Regions from separate parts of the Sus scrofa genome. Here region 2 is linked to region 1. A link is a contact called in public HiChIP or PLAC-seq data. All regions are on one chromosome and are shown on one strand. The core of a region is the stretch at or near the end of the contact, and the rest is flanking DNA. Distances in the headings are between cores, read along the strand shown.

Region 1 (7,203 bases), core at 1,796-4,295:
TTCACTGACTCTGTGCCTTTGATAGTAAAAGCAGGAAGGGCCTCTCATAGGATGTAGTCCCCTTTTCACACTGTTCAAGGTTGCCAAAGATCACTGCATCCAGGGAGTGCATGAAAAACTCCTGTCTCCAAGAAGGGATTTACCTTTCAGAAAGTTCTAGAGCTACTGCAGTACTTCAATTTCAGTCAGTTTGCTGTGTGACTGTAGATAAGCTCTATGCCCTTTCTAGACCTTAATTTTTGCACCTGTATGTGAAAGGGCTGGACCACATCCCCAGATATTCCAACTCTGACCATCCCTAATTCTATATTCTAATTTATGCTAACAAACCCAACAAACCATGTTCCCCTAATTTTAACCCCAGGGGAAATAATATTTTAACCAAGCATGAGCTTTGTGCTATCGTGCTATCAGGACCTTTCCTGACAGTAGATGGTTCAGGATTTTGCATGGTGGCAGTGGTGGGAGCGACATTTGGAACAGGCCTTCTGGTGCCCCTCATATCACCCTGACACAATTTCAGGACTGACCTAGTGCTTAGAGCATAGTAGACCCTTAAAATGTTTTTATGAATATGCAGTTCTAGGTTTGAAGGCTAAAATCCACCAACGACTTCACTGAAAGCAGTAAGTTTTTTCTCTGCGTTACTGTTGGAAAAGGCTTTCCGGAATTGCCAACCCGGGAACGCAGGGCCGACCTCCTCTCTGAGCGGTCAGCGCCCTCCAGTGTGGATTTTCATTCACCACCAGCCGCTGAGTACCTACAGGGCCTGGCCCTTTGCTGGGTGAGGGGGTCCAAGGAGGAACAGGAGTGCTCCTTGCTCTCAGCCCATGGGGACAGACAGGAGAGAGCTGGGAAAGAAGTGACGCCTGAGCAGGGATTTGCGGCGAGGGAGAGGAGGAGCAGATGAAGACATGAAGAGCACCACAGACAGACAGAGAGACAGCACAAGCCAAGGCCGTGAGGCAGCTGCAAGTGCCAGGATGCAGGGGCGGGGGCGAGGGGGAGACAGGCAAGGAGGCCGGGCTGGCTGGGGAAGGGCCCAGAGGCCGCGGAGGAAGTTTGAAGGAATATGAAGGTGTGGGGGGAGGGGAGAACGGTGTCGCTGAAATTATTTCCGCAGGGATGTGACATGTCCCATTGTGGGTTCTAGCAGCGGGGGCAGTGATGGGGTTGGAGAATGAAGTTCTTTCTAGTTCTCTTCTAAACTGAGAGTCCTCAGGACAGTCATGGGCTGGAGAGGAAAAGGGCCCTCGTGGAATAGGCAGGGCGAGCCCAGGGTTGTTGGATGTTTCATCTCCTGTCAAAGAGAAACACGTGGCTTCTGAACAGCCCTGGGCCTCAGTGTAACCTGGTTAAGCTAATGAGGAGCACTGAGGCTGAGCTGGAATGGTTTCCTCAGGAGGGTTTCTCTCCCTTGCCTTCAGATCCCAGAGCACCCTGAACCTGCTCTGATAGTCATCGCCCTGGTTCAAAGCCTGTCTTCCCCTCAGGACTTTAGGCTCCAGGAGAGCAGGAATTGCTCTTTTTTTTCATTTACGCTGTGTCCTCAGTTGCTTGCTTGGTTTCTGGCTCTAACCCAGGTTCAATACATTTTTCTTCAATTATGAACAAGAATGATACCGGAGGAGTTCCCATCATGGCTCAGTGGTAACAAACCTGACTAGTATCCATGAGGACATGGGTTCGATCCCTGGCTTTGCTCAGTGGGTTAAGGATCCAGTGTTGCCGTGAGCTGTGATGTAGGCCGGTGGCTATGGCTCCAATTCGACCTCTAGCCTGGGAACTTTCATATGCTGCAGGTGCGGCCCAAAAAAAAAAGAAGAAGAAAAAAAAAAAAAAGAATCATACTGGAGGTGTGATCAGAGAAGGGAGCCAGGGGAATGTGACTTCCCCCTGGTACCTGACTGTAAATGAAACCCAGAGGTTCTGGAAGAGTCCCTGAAAGAGAAAGTGTTTCTCCATCAGGGCTGTCGAGGGCGCCCTGGATGTATTTCCCTCTGGTGGGTCTTTATCTCCTCATATGGGAGGTGATGGATGCAAACGATTGCTAGGGTTTCTTCTAATCCTAATAGTTTCCTGCCTGAAAAAAGCCGTCTTTGCTGCCACTCTCCTCTTCCCTGGGCTCTGTATTTCAGAGGCATGGCTGCTAGCAAACTAAAAAGAACATCACGATTTTAGCCCTTCAATGAGAAACTGAAGGACTCTTATAAAAAGTTACTTAAATGGAGGGGATAGGTCTGGATTACCCTCCAGGTGGGAGTCTGGGGATTTGTTTGGAAATTGCAGTTTGGAATTTGTTGTGGGAAAGGACTATTTATTTTATAGGGGGAATTAACCTGAGTTCCAATTAATGCAAGGTTTTTTTTTTTTTTTGTTTTGTTTTTCAGAAAGCGAGAAAGAACAGAGAATTGCTCCTCACCTGAGGACAGGGCCCTGCAGAGCTTTCAGAAGGCGCTGAGGGGGCAGATTTCTCAGAGGGGAAACCCAAGCAGCAACCAGTTAGCTACTCACCGGAGGTCTCTTCCAGACGAACTGGATGGGGAACTTCTGGCTATAAAAGAGCGAGGTCTCGTCCGGTGGGAACTCAGGATCCAGATAAAGAACCTTCTTTTCTAGGCATTTCTTGTGAAGCTGCTCAAATGTCTTCTCTTTCACGCCAATAATGGGAAAATTGCGGCTGATGATGGCTGAGTATTTACCACCTGGGTTTCCAACCCCGGCCTCCGTGCCCTTGCCCTGGGCCGCCTGGGGCATCGGTCCTGGGGACCTGGGCTCGGCCCCTGTCCGTGGGGCCATAGACGCGCTAATGACAGTCGGCATGACAGGCAAATTTGGAAGGGAAAGGTTTTTAAAGAAAACAAGATACGGCTACCTTTAAGGAAAGGAAGCAACTGCAAAGGGGAAGTTGCAGTGATTCTGTCATCAGAGAAAAAAATGCCCACATCCAGTTCAAAGTTTAAAGCCCATCAGAAGACTGTCCAGCTTGCGTCCGTCTTAAAACTTGAGCTGTGATCTAGAAGTCATCAGTTTTCCTGAGGAAGGAGCCCTAAAGGATTTCGGCTGCAGTTTTTAGTTTTTCCCTGGGGGGCTCCTACCAGCAGCGTACATGCCAGAGGAGAGAAAGGGAGTGAGGGTTGTGTTTCAGTGGCCTGAAGCAGCTTGAGCCAGGAAAACCAAAAATAGCCATGAAGAAATATCATGAGTCCGAATGCAAGAGAGAGGCTAGCAGTGCAGCTGTGTTGCCCTTAAGCGCTGTTGTCTTCAGGAAATGAAAGGGGAACATTTAAGGCTGACACTGAGAATTAGCAAAGAATGATGGATACATTATTGAATTGGTGCTTATCCAGCCTGTCAAACTATTGGCCACCAAACTGGTGGGGAACAGTATTGAAAACAGCCAGCAAGGGTGAGTGGGAAATACTGAATTCTAGGAGAATGTTCTGGGCAGTTTTGAGAACACGTGTTCTTACTTTTTAAAATTCTAGGATATCAGAACATTATTCAACTGGATTTGGCATCTCTTCTAGAATGTTCTAGGGTCAGCGTTCAGTGAAACTGTCTGGGTGGAAAATGCCACTCAGCAGAGTCCTCAGTTGAGAAAAATCCCTGTGTCTTCTTGCCCACCCAACCTAGCCATCTCTTGTCTCTCCCCACCCCCAGCACAAACACTGGGACCAAATCACCTACAAAAAAGTGCACCTGAGTACAGATTATTCCACCGTGCCACATTAGGCATCTGAGTCAGAAGTTGGAAATGGATACTGAACCAGGTCGGCTGTCGAGTTCCAGCATGTCATACCCGAAGAGTTGGCTTCAGGTCTGTTGGAGGAGATCACATGCAGCTCTGAGGAAGGGAACTGCCTGCCTGGCCTCCACCTTGTCTTCTACTCTTGGTAGCTCTACCCAGGCTGTAAGGAGACGGCCATATTCCAGGTGTGGCTGAGTGGAGGCTAGTCCCCCACTGCGGGCCTGCCTATTGCCATGTAACCCTCCCTTCAGCCCAAGGCTAGAGGCTACAAGAGAAGGTGGAAAGTGACAGCAGAAATAGGGAGTACTACCCAGGCCCACGATCCCTGGGGAAGCAGCTTTGAGGACCCCTGTGTCTGGAGTTGTGGCTTGTGGGAACCATCAGCCTGTTCTCCCTCCCTCTAAGGGAATGCCCAAGGATCTCTGCTACTACTCTTGGGGAGGCAGGAGAGAGGAGGGCAGCATTGAAGCTGTCTGTCTGGGCTCAAAGTCAGGCTCCTGGGATTTCCTGTCATGACTCAGTGGAAATGAATCTGACAAGTATCCACGAGGACACAGGTTTGATCCTTGGCCTTGCTCAGTGGGTTAAGGATCTGGTGTTGCTATGAGTTGTGGTGTAGGTCGAAGATGCAGCTCAGATCTGGCGTTCCTGTGTTTGTGGTGTAGGCTACATCTCTGGTTCGACCCCTAGCTTGGGAACCTCCATATGCCTCAGGTGTGCCCTATAAAGACAAAAAAAAAAAAAAAAAAGAAAGAAAGAAAAAAGAAATATCAAAGTCAGGCTGCTGCTCACTGGCTATGCCTGTGTAGCTCTAGGTGAGTCACTTCTTACTTTCTTCCTAGGTCTCAGTTTTCTTGCCTATAAAATGGGTATAATGAGAGTCACTGTGTTACAGAGTTGTAAAAATTAAACACATTGCATACAACATTTAAAATAGTGCCAGGATTGACTTAAGCATATAATAAATGTTGTTAGAGATGAACCGAAGTTAATATTACTCTTGGGTTAAATCAAGGTGAGTGAGAGTCACTCAGTGTGCAAATCTGCATTCACTCTATGAGTGTTTACTGGACAGCCATCTTCCATGCGCATAGCTCCAGGATGGGTGCATCTGCCAGGGACCACATGGTCACAGAGTCTGGTCAGAGGTGTGCCTATCTGCCTGCACTGAAAGAGCCTCTGTAAAGCCTAACTTCAACCCTCAAGTGCACTAATAGAATGGAAAGCAAAGGGAGGACTTTCCTGTCCCCACTGTCATGTGCACCATTACATGTTCCAGTCCCCATCCCGTGCTCTATACCATCTTGAAATTCACAGCACTGACCCATGTTTTTCTGTTTCTGTTTATTGAGCCTCCTGTTTGCCCACAGACTGTAAGCTCCATGACGGTGGGAACTGGGTCCCTGCTCCGCCCTCAGGTTAAGCATACAGAAGTCTTTTAATAAATGTGTTGTGGAGTTCCCTGGTGGCACAGTGGGCTCAGGACCTGGCATTGTCACTGCCATGGTGTGAGTTTGATCTGTGGTGTGGGTTCGATCCCTGGCCCTATGCCATGGGTGTGGCCAAAAAAAATGTTGTATATTTGTCAAATGAAATTTCCCTACATAAGAAAAATTTCTTCCACTTCTTATTGCTTTGCCAAGGCAATCAAAGTATCTTGGTTGATTTGCCCCTGGGGGTGGAGCTGTCTGCTGGCCACACACTTGCTGATCTTTCCTCAGCTAAGCCAGCTTCATCTGTGGTAACTAAGCTGGTGTGTGGTAGACATCAGCCTCTTGTCATAGCCGGATGGGAATATTGAACAAGCAGACTGCAAGGGGCTATGATTCATTTTGCTTTACCAATTGTGTGGCCTAAAAGCCCTTCTTAGATTAGCAGGTCCAAAGGCAAGAAGGACCTGCACAGCTGTAGAAACATACCATCAGTGAGAAATCCAATCTGAGCCCATGAACGGCAAGTAATAAGCATGTAGACAGCTGCACATTCAATTCCTGGCAGCCTCTTTAAGGGAGAAGAACTAGTTTTTATAACATGTTTCAGCCAACATCATGCAATATCTGTAGGTGGAATGGTTTCTGCTGCAGCAACAACATAATTAATGACTACATTTCACTGTCTTCCACCAACATTTCTTTAATTCAACACTCTTGGAATCAATGCATTTCCTTATAATTAGAATACTTAATTATATATCATTAAGTGAGCTAGCCATTTTACACCGTTTTAAAAACTTTTAAATTTTTTTTGGTCACACCTGCAGCATGCAGAAGTTCCTAGGTCAGGGATCGAATCCGAGACACAGCAGTGACGATGCCAGATCTTAATCTGCCAAGCCTAAAGTAATTTTAAATGTATGAAAGCTTTGCAAAGATAGCATAGAGTTTCTGTATACCCTTCAACAGCCTCCCTTAATAGTACAATGATCAAAACTCAGAAATTAATGTTGATAAGATACTATTAACTGAACTGCAAGATTACATATATATATATAGTCCTTTAGGGCTGCACCCGTGGCATATGGAAGTCCCCAAGCTTGCGGTCCAATCAGAGCTGTAGCTGCTGGCGTACACCACAGCCACAGTAATGCAGGATCCTTAACCCACTGAGCCAGGCCAGGGGTGAAACCCATGTCTTCATGGATGCTAGTCGGGTTCATTAACTGCTGACCTACAACGGGAACTCCCCTGTAAGATATATTTGATTTCTTCAGTGTTTCCACTAATGTTTTTTTTCTTCTGTTACAGAATCTGATCTGCGTTTAATTATCATGTCTCCTTCGTGTCCTCCAAAGATGGTTCCACAGTCTTTGTCTCTACTGAATTTGGCACTTTTGAAAAGTGCTTGTCAGGTCTGTTGTAGGATGTCCCTAACTTGAGTTTGTCTGATGTTTTTCATCTGATCAGACTGAAATTAAGGATTTGGGGGAAGAATATCACAGAGGTGATGCCCCCTTCTCATCAAATCAGATCTGAGGGTTTGGGATATTGATGTTTTATTACAGGTAATATCAACCCTGACTACTTGGCTAAGGTGGCGTGTCCACCAGATTTTCTGGAAAGTTACTGTTTTTCCTTCCTATACACTTGGAATATTTTTTTTTTTTTTTTTTTTTTTTTTTTTTGCCTTTTTAGGGCCACACCTATGGCATGTGGAAACTCCCAGGCTAGGGGTCAAATCAGAGCTGCAGCTGCCGGCCTACACCAAAGCCACAGCAACGCAGTATCCAAGCCACATCTGCAACCTACACCACAGCTCACAGCAACGCCAGATCCTTAACCCACTGAGCAAGGCTAGGGATCAAACCTGCAACCTCATGATTACTAGTTGGGTTCCTTACTGCTGAGCTACTATGGGAACTCCCTGTATTTTTACAGTTTAGTCATAGGAAACTCACGGAATTTTAGAGATTATCTTGTTTCTTGAACAAAAGAGGAAACTAAAGCCTAGAGAGA
Region 2 (7,203 bases), core at 1,979-4,478, 80 kb after region 1:
AGATGAAGAGGCAAGAGGTACTTGTTCAGAGATATCCCTGCGTCCTTGGAGACGCTGCTGGAAGTGCTGTCTCTGGTGAAAACCTGCAAACAGGCTGGAAGAGAAACATTTTGCCAGATGGTCATCCATATCATGAAAAAGCATAAAAATCAGCAATATAAAGTAGGTCAAGGATAGATCTGTTCCAGATAGCCTGGCTAGCAGAGCTTTTTAACTACACTCAGAAGACAGCATACATTTCCCTACTCTGATGTCATGTGATTAGATCTTCCTTGTTTCTCAATCCAGGTAAAATTTTCACTTGAAGGTAAAAAACCGGTGATAGTAGGAAAAAAAAGTTCTACAAAAGCAGTTAACATTTTATTTACTGACAACTCCTTTATCATTTTATTTTGGAAGCTTTTAAAAAATTTTTTTATTACTCAAATGAATTTATCACATCTGTAGTTGTATAATGATCATAACAATCCAATTTCACAGGATTTTCATCCTATAACCCAAGCACATCCCCCCACCCCCCCAAACTGTCTCCTCTGGAGACCATAAGTTTTTCAATGTCTATGAGGCAGCATCTGTTCTGCAAAGAAGTTCATTCTGTCCTTTTTTCACATTCCACATGTCAGTGAAAACGTTTGATGTTGTCGTCTCATTGTCTGACTGACTTCACTTAGCATGATAATTTCTAGGTCCATCCATGTTGCTTAAAATGCTGTGGCTGTGTCCACAGCATGCAAATTCTCAGGCCAGAGACTGAACCTGCACCACAGCTGTAAGCAGAGCAACGGTAGTGACAACACCAGATTCTTAACCAGCTGAGCCACAAGGGAACACCTACTCTGGAAAGTTTTTAATCACATATCTACCTGATTATTTTGTCATCAGAAATAGGACTCCACGTGAGAAAACTGAAGCATTTGAACTTGCAGCCAGCTTTTCTTCAAAATCTAGATGTCCTGACCTGGAGACAACAGGGCAACACTTTGTTTTGTAACATTACCGTGTCCCAGGAACATCATGTTTACTATGGAAAGAATTGCGTCATTCCCCCCTCCCCCAACCCTCCTCTTCGTCCAGCCCTCCAATTCATATGCTGAAGCCCTAACCCTCAAAGTGGTGACATTTGGGAGGTGATGAGGTCATGAGGGTGGACTTATGTTGGGATTACTGCCCTTACAGGAAGGGACCATTTAGTTCTCTCTCCACTAGGTGAATATACAGTTGAGACCACTGAGCAACAGGAAGTTGAACTGCGTGGGTCCACTTATACATGGCATTTTTCAATAAATACATACTATACTACCATATGATCCTTGGTTAGTTGACTCTGCAGATACAGAACCATGTATAGTGAGGCTGACTGTGAAGTTACACTTGGATTTTCTGCTGGGTGGAGATATCAGCACCCCCAACCCCTGTGTTGTTCAAGGGTCAGCTGTATAGTAAGGAGGTGGCAGTCTACAAGTCAGGAAGTGGGACCTTGATCTTAGACTTCCCAGATTCCAGAACTGTGAGAAACAAATGTCACAGTTAAGACACCCAGTCTATGGTATTTGTTATGGCAGTGTGAGCTAGGACAATGGTGCATGAAGCTTGGTTCTGTTTCCTCGTTGCTTATTAAGGGGCAAGTTGGGGGAAGGAAATTGGGAAGAAGGATTTTAAAAATTAACAACAGACCTTGATGACAAAGTTATTGCATTCAGGGTGTGGGGGCAGGTAGGCACTAAGTGTGTTGGGTTTGTCAGAATCTGTCTCATAAGTGAAATGTGAGAACTGCAGCTGTGAGCTGAATATGATCCCCTTAGACTTTAGGCTCTGTCTCTCTGAACCTGAAATAAAAAGCTATCATTTTGAGTAAGTGGATGTATGCAGCTTTAAAAAAAAAAATCTCTAGGATTTCCCATTGTGGCGCAGCAGAAATGAATCTGATTAGTACCCATGAAGATGTGCATTTGATCCCAGGCCTTGCTCAGTGGGTTAACGATCTGCCGTGAGCCGTGGTGTAGGTTGCAGATGCGGCTCAGATACGGCATGGCTGTGGCTGTGGTGCAGGACGGCAACTGGAGCTCCGATTAGACCCCTAGCTTGGGAACCTCCGTATGCTGTGGATGCAGCCCTGACAAATAAATAAATAAATAAATAAATAAAATAAAATAAAATAAAATTAAAAATCTCCATACCCATACCATGTCCATACCACATCCTAATGTGAAAAATCCCATGAAGCACCACTTCACCCCCAAAGCAACCTCTAATGGAAGCTCTTTGACTATGTGAGCTGAGCAGGACTATGTGTCTGAGGTTCAGACAACTTCAGAAATTACTGTTTGGATCTTTGGTGTCCCTATCAAACTGATAGAGGGCACACAGCCTAAGTCCTTATTAGTCATCTCAACTCCAAGGGGCAAGGAAGATGTTAAAATGAAGTTGAGCTCAGAATTTTAGAATCTTCCCAAACATACACATTACATGCATTTGCCTGAGATCAGTGCGCAGATTCCCCGTGCAGCCCTGTTATTTCCAGCACCTGAGCATGGAGTCTGTTCCAAGTGGTCCTCAAGGTTCTCAGTCTTGGGAGCCATGTTGCTGATTTTCTGCATAAATTGCCCTTGCTTGTCCAGCTCCTCAGCTCCCTCCTGAGCCCCATGCTGTCTTGTGCTGAGCTCCTGTGGGTCCTCCCGGACTGTGGCTTCTTCTCCTTTGAAGGCACCCAGAGCTGGTGTGCTCTGGTCTTGGCACCTGACCTGAACAGCACTGTCCCTCACATTTTCAGGACCCAAAGGGAGGTATGTATAAAGAAACTGACCTATAGTCTTGAAAAGACCATGTGAAGGGATCCACTGGTATGAGCTGCATTAAGAAGTTGCATTTTGGCCCATTCTGGGATTCAGAGTCCTTCTGCTTTGGCATGTGTCATTATGACAGTGGATTATTCAGGTGTTCAACAGACTGAGCCTACTCAAGGGTGGAAAGGGATTCTTGCCCTGACCATGGGACAGCTATAGCTCTCTAGGGTTAGACACATTGGAGACAAGAAGGAAAATGAGCAAATGACAGGAAAAATGAGAAAAGAAAGGGTCTTACTGCTAGTATTAGGCCTACTGACTCCTGGAAGGTCTCTGGTGGACTCCTGGCATTTCTTGGAACCAAATGCTTCTGCTGACCCTGATACATGGGTTTGGCTGGGTTTCATGCAAATGGCTCTCTAGGAAGGAAATTAGTGCTACCCCATGTTTTCCCAAAAACAGCTATCAATCTTAGCTACAAAGGGATGTATAGTTTGGGAGATTCAGATCAGCAGTTAAAGACCTAAGACTTCAGGGGTATCATCTGCTGTGAACTCAAAGGTCTCACAGATGCCAAGCAAGGGGGAAAATTCCTCCAGAAAAAAATGGGTGGTATAAGCAGCAGCACTAGTTTTTTAAAAAGAAATATGATACTCATATAACTTTTTTTTTTGGCTATTTTTTTAGAGCCACATGTGCAGCATATGGAAATTCCAAGGCTAGGGATTGAATTGAAGCTGCAGCTGCCAGCTTATGCCACAGCCATGCAGGATCCATGTATGCCTGTGACCTACACCACAGCTCATGGCAAGGCCGGATACTTAATCCACTGAGCGAGGCCAGGGATCGAACCTGCATCCTCATGGATAATAGTTGAGTTCGTTACTGCTAAGCCACAGTAGAAACTTCTCATATGACTTTTAAAGTAGTATTAGTGTAGCTATGAAAAAGATGACATTACTTCTCTCACAGAGTTTACTTCTGAAGCATACATAGTTTAATTAGGCTTTGTGGAAATTTACTTCATTCAACCCAAATAAACACAGACATAAATAATTCTCTGTACAAAATAGTTTTATCTTACCTTTGCTACTTCATTGATGATTTGGAACCTGGTGCTATCTTTGCCTGTTGTGACTGAGTCTAGTAATGCCCGATAGGTAGACTTCTTGGAGAGCTGCTGTTTCTGACGTCTACAGATACGGAGTATACAGATGTCTGAGAACCACTGGTGATTGTCAGCCTCCAAAGGACTATATATTCTTATGGAAGTCATTAAAAGTGACTTTGATAGTGAGTTCGGCAGACAGTATTAGTACTTCAATAAAGCACTAACAGGAGTACTTTAGAGTGCTAACAAAATTAATAAGAGTCTTAATAAAAAAAGAAGAATACTAATGAAACTGTTCAACATAATACTGCTCAAGGATGGTACTTTGTCCCCTTTATTGAGAAGGTGGGGCAGTTTTCATAGCTGACATTTATTAGCTTGTTGACTTCCGTCCCTCTTCCCACGAAATGTACACTGTAATAGAAGTTCTCTAAATTCTAGTGGCTATCCAACATAATTTAGTGGTTTGACAAGGTGACCAGAAGTTCACTATAAAATTCCCTCTAAGGTACATGTTCATAATTAAAATGATACGATTTTCTTCATTTATATAGTGTGAATAAAGTAGAAAATTGTATAACTTTTGGGGATTTCGGTTTCAGGATCACATAAAGGCAGACAGTCAAAAAAAAAAAAAGATTTTAAAGAAATATTTTTTGAGGCTCTGGGGAAACAGGCAATCCTATAGTGGTGATGGGTGTGCAAAATGACACAATCTCTATGGAAGGATATCGGGTAATAGTTAAAATTTCAAATACATTTACTCTTTGACCTAGTAGTCCCACTCCTGGAAATTCACCCTAAAAATATACCTGCATGTGTACAAAATGACATATGCCTAGCTTTTCACTGTGGCAGTGACATTATAGCAAAGACTGAAAACAATCGAAGGGTCTAGTAAATCAACTATAATGGAAAAAAAGAAACATCTTAAAAAGATACAAGCATATAGCAACTGACGAGAGACTGAATAAATTTTAGAATTTATAAATAAATTCTAAAATCCACCCAATGGAATACTATAGAGCTCTAAAAGGAGGACAATCCATATACTCATGTAGAGGGCTTCAGAATAATTATGAAGCAGAAAAAAAAGACCTATACAAGAGTGTCTACTGAAAGTTACTTGGCATAAGAATGGCAGTGATATAAGAATATATGCATTGGCGTTCCCATTGTGGCTCAGCAGAAATGAATCTGACTAGCATCCTTGAGGACGCAGGTTTGATCCCTAGCCTTGCTTAGTAGGTGTGGTGTAGATTGCAGACGTGGCTCAGATCCTGAGTTGCAGTGGCTGTGCCATAGGCCAGAAGATACAGCTCCAATTCCATCTCTAGTCTGCGAACCTCCATATGCCACAGGTGTGGCCTTAAAAAGACAAAAAAAAAAAAAAAAAAAAAGAATATATGCATCCACAAAGAGAAATATTGGAAGGATAAATAAGAAATGAATAAATCTGGTTACTTACAGGGAAAGATTTGGAATGGGGTGGAAGGGGGCAGGAATGACAGTAACACTTTTCAATGTGTATCTTTTTATATTATTTGATTTTTGAACCGTGTAAAAGTATTACCTATTCAAAGATTCAAAATTTTAACACTACTTTAAAAAAGCTTTGACTTTGAAAATAAAATACCTGTTTATTAATATAGTAATTTTAATGATAATGTATAATTATATAATTAATTATAATTAATAAGAACATAATAAAATACAACAGCACATTAAAGTAGTATAGGTGAATGTCTTCTATCCGATAAACTCCTTAATACTGAGTTTCCTAGTTGACTCTTTCTTCAGAAAGCCTATTCTCAAAAATTTAATAAACATCAGTTTTGAAATATTTTCAGAACTCTTTTACTTAGGTCATACATTTCCTCTCCTTACCTGTAGAAAGCAATCTTGCTGCAGTCTTTGAAAATGTTTTTATCCACAGCTTCATCTTCAACACTAAAAAAAAACCCCATATTTTATGAAACCTATTTTACATGGGGTTTGTGAATCCAATTTTTGTACTGTCTTTATTTTTTTATTGTTTTATTCATTTATTTTTGTCTTTTTAGGGCCACACCCACAGCTTATGGAGGTTCCCAGACTAGGGGTCGAATCAGAGCTGAGCTGTAGCCGCTGGCCTATGTCAGAGCCACATCTGCAACCTGCACCACCGCTCACAGCAAAGCCAGATCCTTAACCCACTGAGGCCAGGGATCGAACCCGTGTCCTCATGTATACTGTCAGATTTGTTTCTGCTGAGCCACGAGAGGAACTCCTGCACCTTCTTTAATTCTAGTTAAACATGGCACATAAACCACTGTGTTGTAAAAATGCGTTAGGGCCATAATAACACAAGGACTGTGTTCAAGCTTTCTTTGGGAGCCTGACATCACAAATCAACCTGACAGATGCTATAATGAGGTATGTGCAAGGTGCTAGAATAAGGATAGAAACCAATGGAGAAGGAAAATCCTTTGCTTTTAAGATGATGCTGACAATCTAGGGGCCAATGTTTTTTAAAATCAAGTTTCCAGAAAAGCTGTTTCTGAAGAGAACATGATCAAGATGTATGTATATTGCTACTTGAGTATATGTATTTAATATATACTGATTAAAACAACAGGCAGAGTTCCTGTTGTGGCGCAGTGGTTAACGAATCCGACTGGGAACCATGAGGTTGCGGGTTCAATCCCTGGTCTTGCTCAGTGGGTTAAGGATCCACTCCGATCCCACGCTGCTGTGGCTCTGGCGTAGGCCAACGGCTACAGCTCGGATTAGACCCCTAGCCTGGGAACCTCCATGCCGCAGGAGCAGCCCAAGAAATGGCAAAAAGACAAAAAAATAAAACAACTACAGGCTATAATGAAAAAAAAAAAACCCACATTGACTTTCATGCATGAGACACAGTGAATACATCTGTAGTCAGTATGACCATGATTACGTAGGAAGCTATAACTGAATACTATTTCAAAATATTATGAAAACAAGCTCAGACAAACACACTTGGACATGGTTTATCATGGCAGTAATCAAATCCTTCACTGAGTCTTTGTCACTGTTTCTTTGGATCAAGTGTGCAAAGATTAGAGAAATTAGCATTCTTTCCAGCTTTGAAGAATATACTCTGGAATGCTTCAGGAAGAGGTGTATACAGCGGAATTTGGAAAGCAACATGCTTGAAATTCATGTGTTAAGAGTTCTGATAACAATTCTTCCAGTTTTGTTAACTATCTTGAAAATACTTCATGCGGGGCTATTAATATCACCTAATTCTCTGGAGAATTGAAAAGATATAAATTTAATGTACAAATACCA

Evidence for each region. HiChIP or PLAC-seq counts read pairs in DNA pulled down with a chosen protein or histone mark.
Region 2: a contact with region 1 is called in an H3K27ac HiChIP or PLAC-seq map of skeletal muscle. The contact joins the promoter of LOC110256586 here to the promoter of CAPN3 in region 1. A contact is called at or near these places in 1 of 5 promoter capture datasets (liver), 5 of 47 Hi-C or Micro-C datasets (blood, psoas muscle and skeletal muscle) and 2 of 2 datasets of contacts at active chromatin or transcription factors (alveolar macrophages and skeletal muscle).

What each region holds. Positions count from the first base shown.
Region 1 is chr1:129,010,379-129,017,581 of Sscrofa11.1, forward strand. It overlaps CAPN3 (calpain 3), which reads right to left and starts at 3,046. Exons shown (of 24, transcript NM_214171.2): 1 at 2,515-3,046. The coding sequence starts at 2,823.
Region 2 is chr1:129,090,077-129,097,279 of Sscrofa11.1, forward strand. LOC110256586 reads right to left here and starts at 3,229. Exons shown (of 4, transcript XM_021071754.1): 1 at 3,225-3,229; 2 at 2,525-2,847; 3 at 29-94; 4 at 1-26. The coding sequence starts at 3,229. GANC (neutral alpha-glucosidase C) reads right to left here. Exons shown (of 25, transcript XR_002345333.1): 2 at 5,782-5,844; 3 at 3,868-4,045.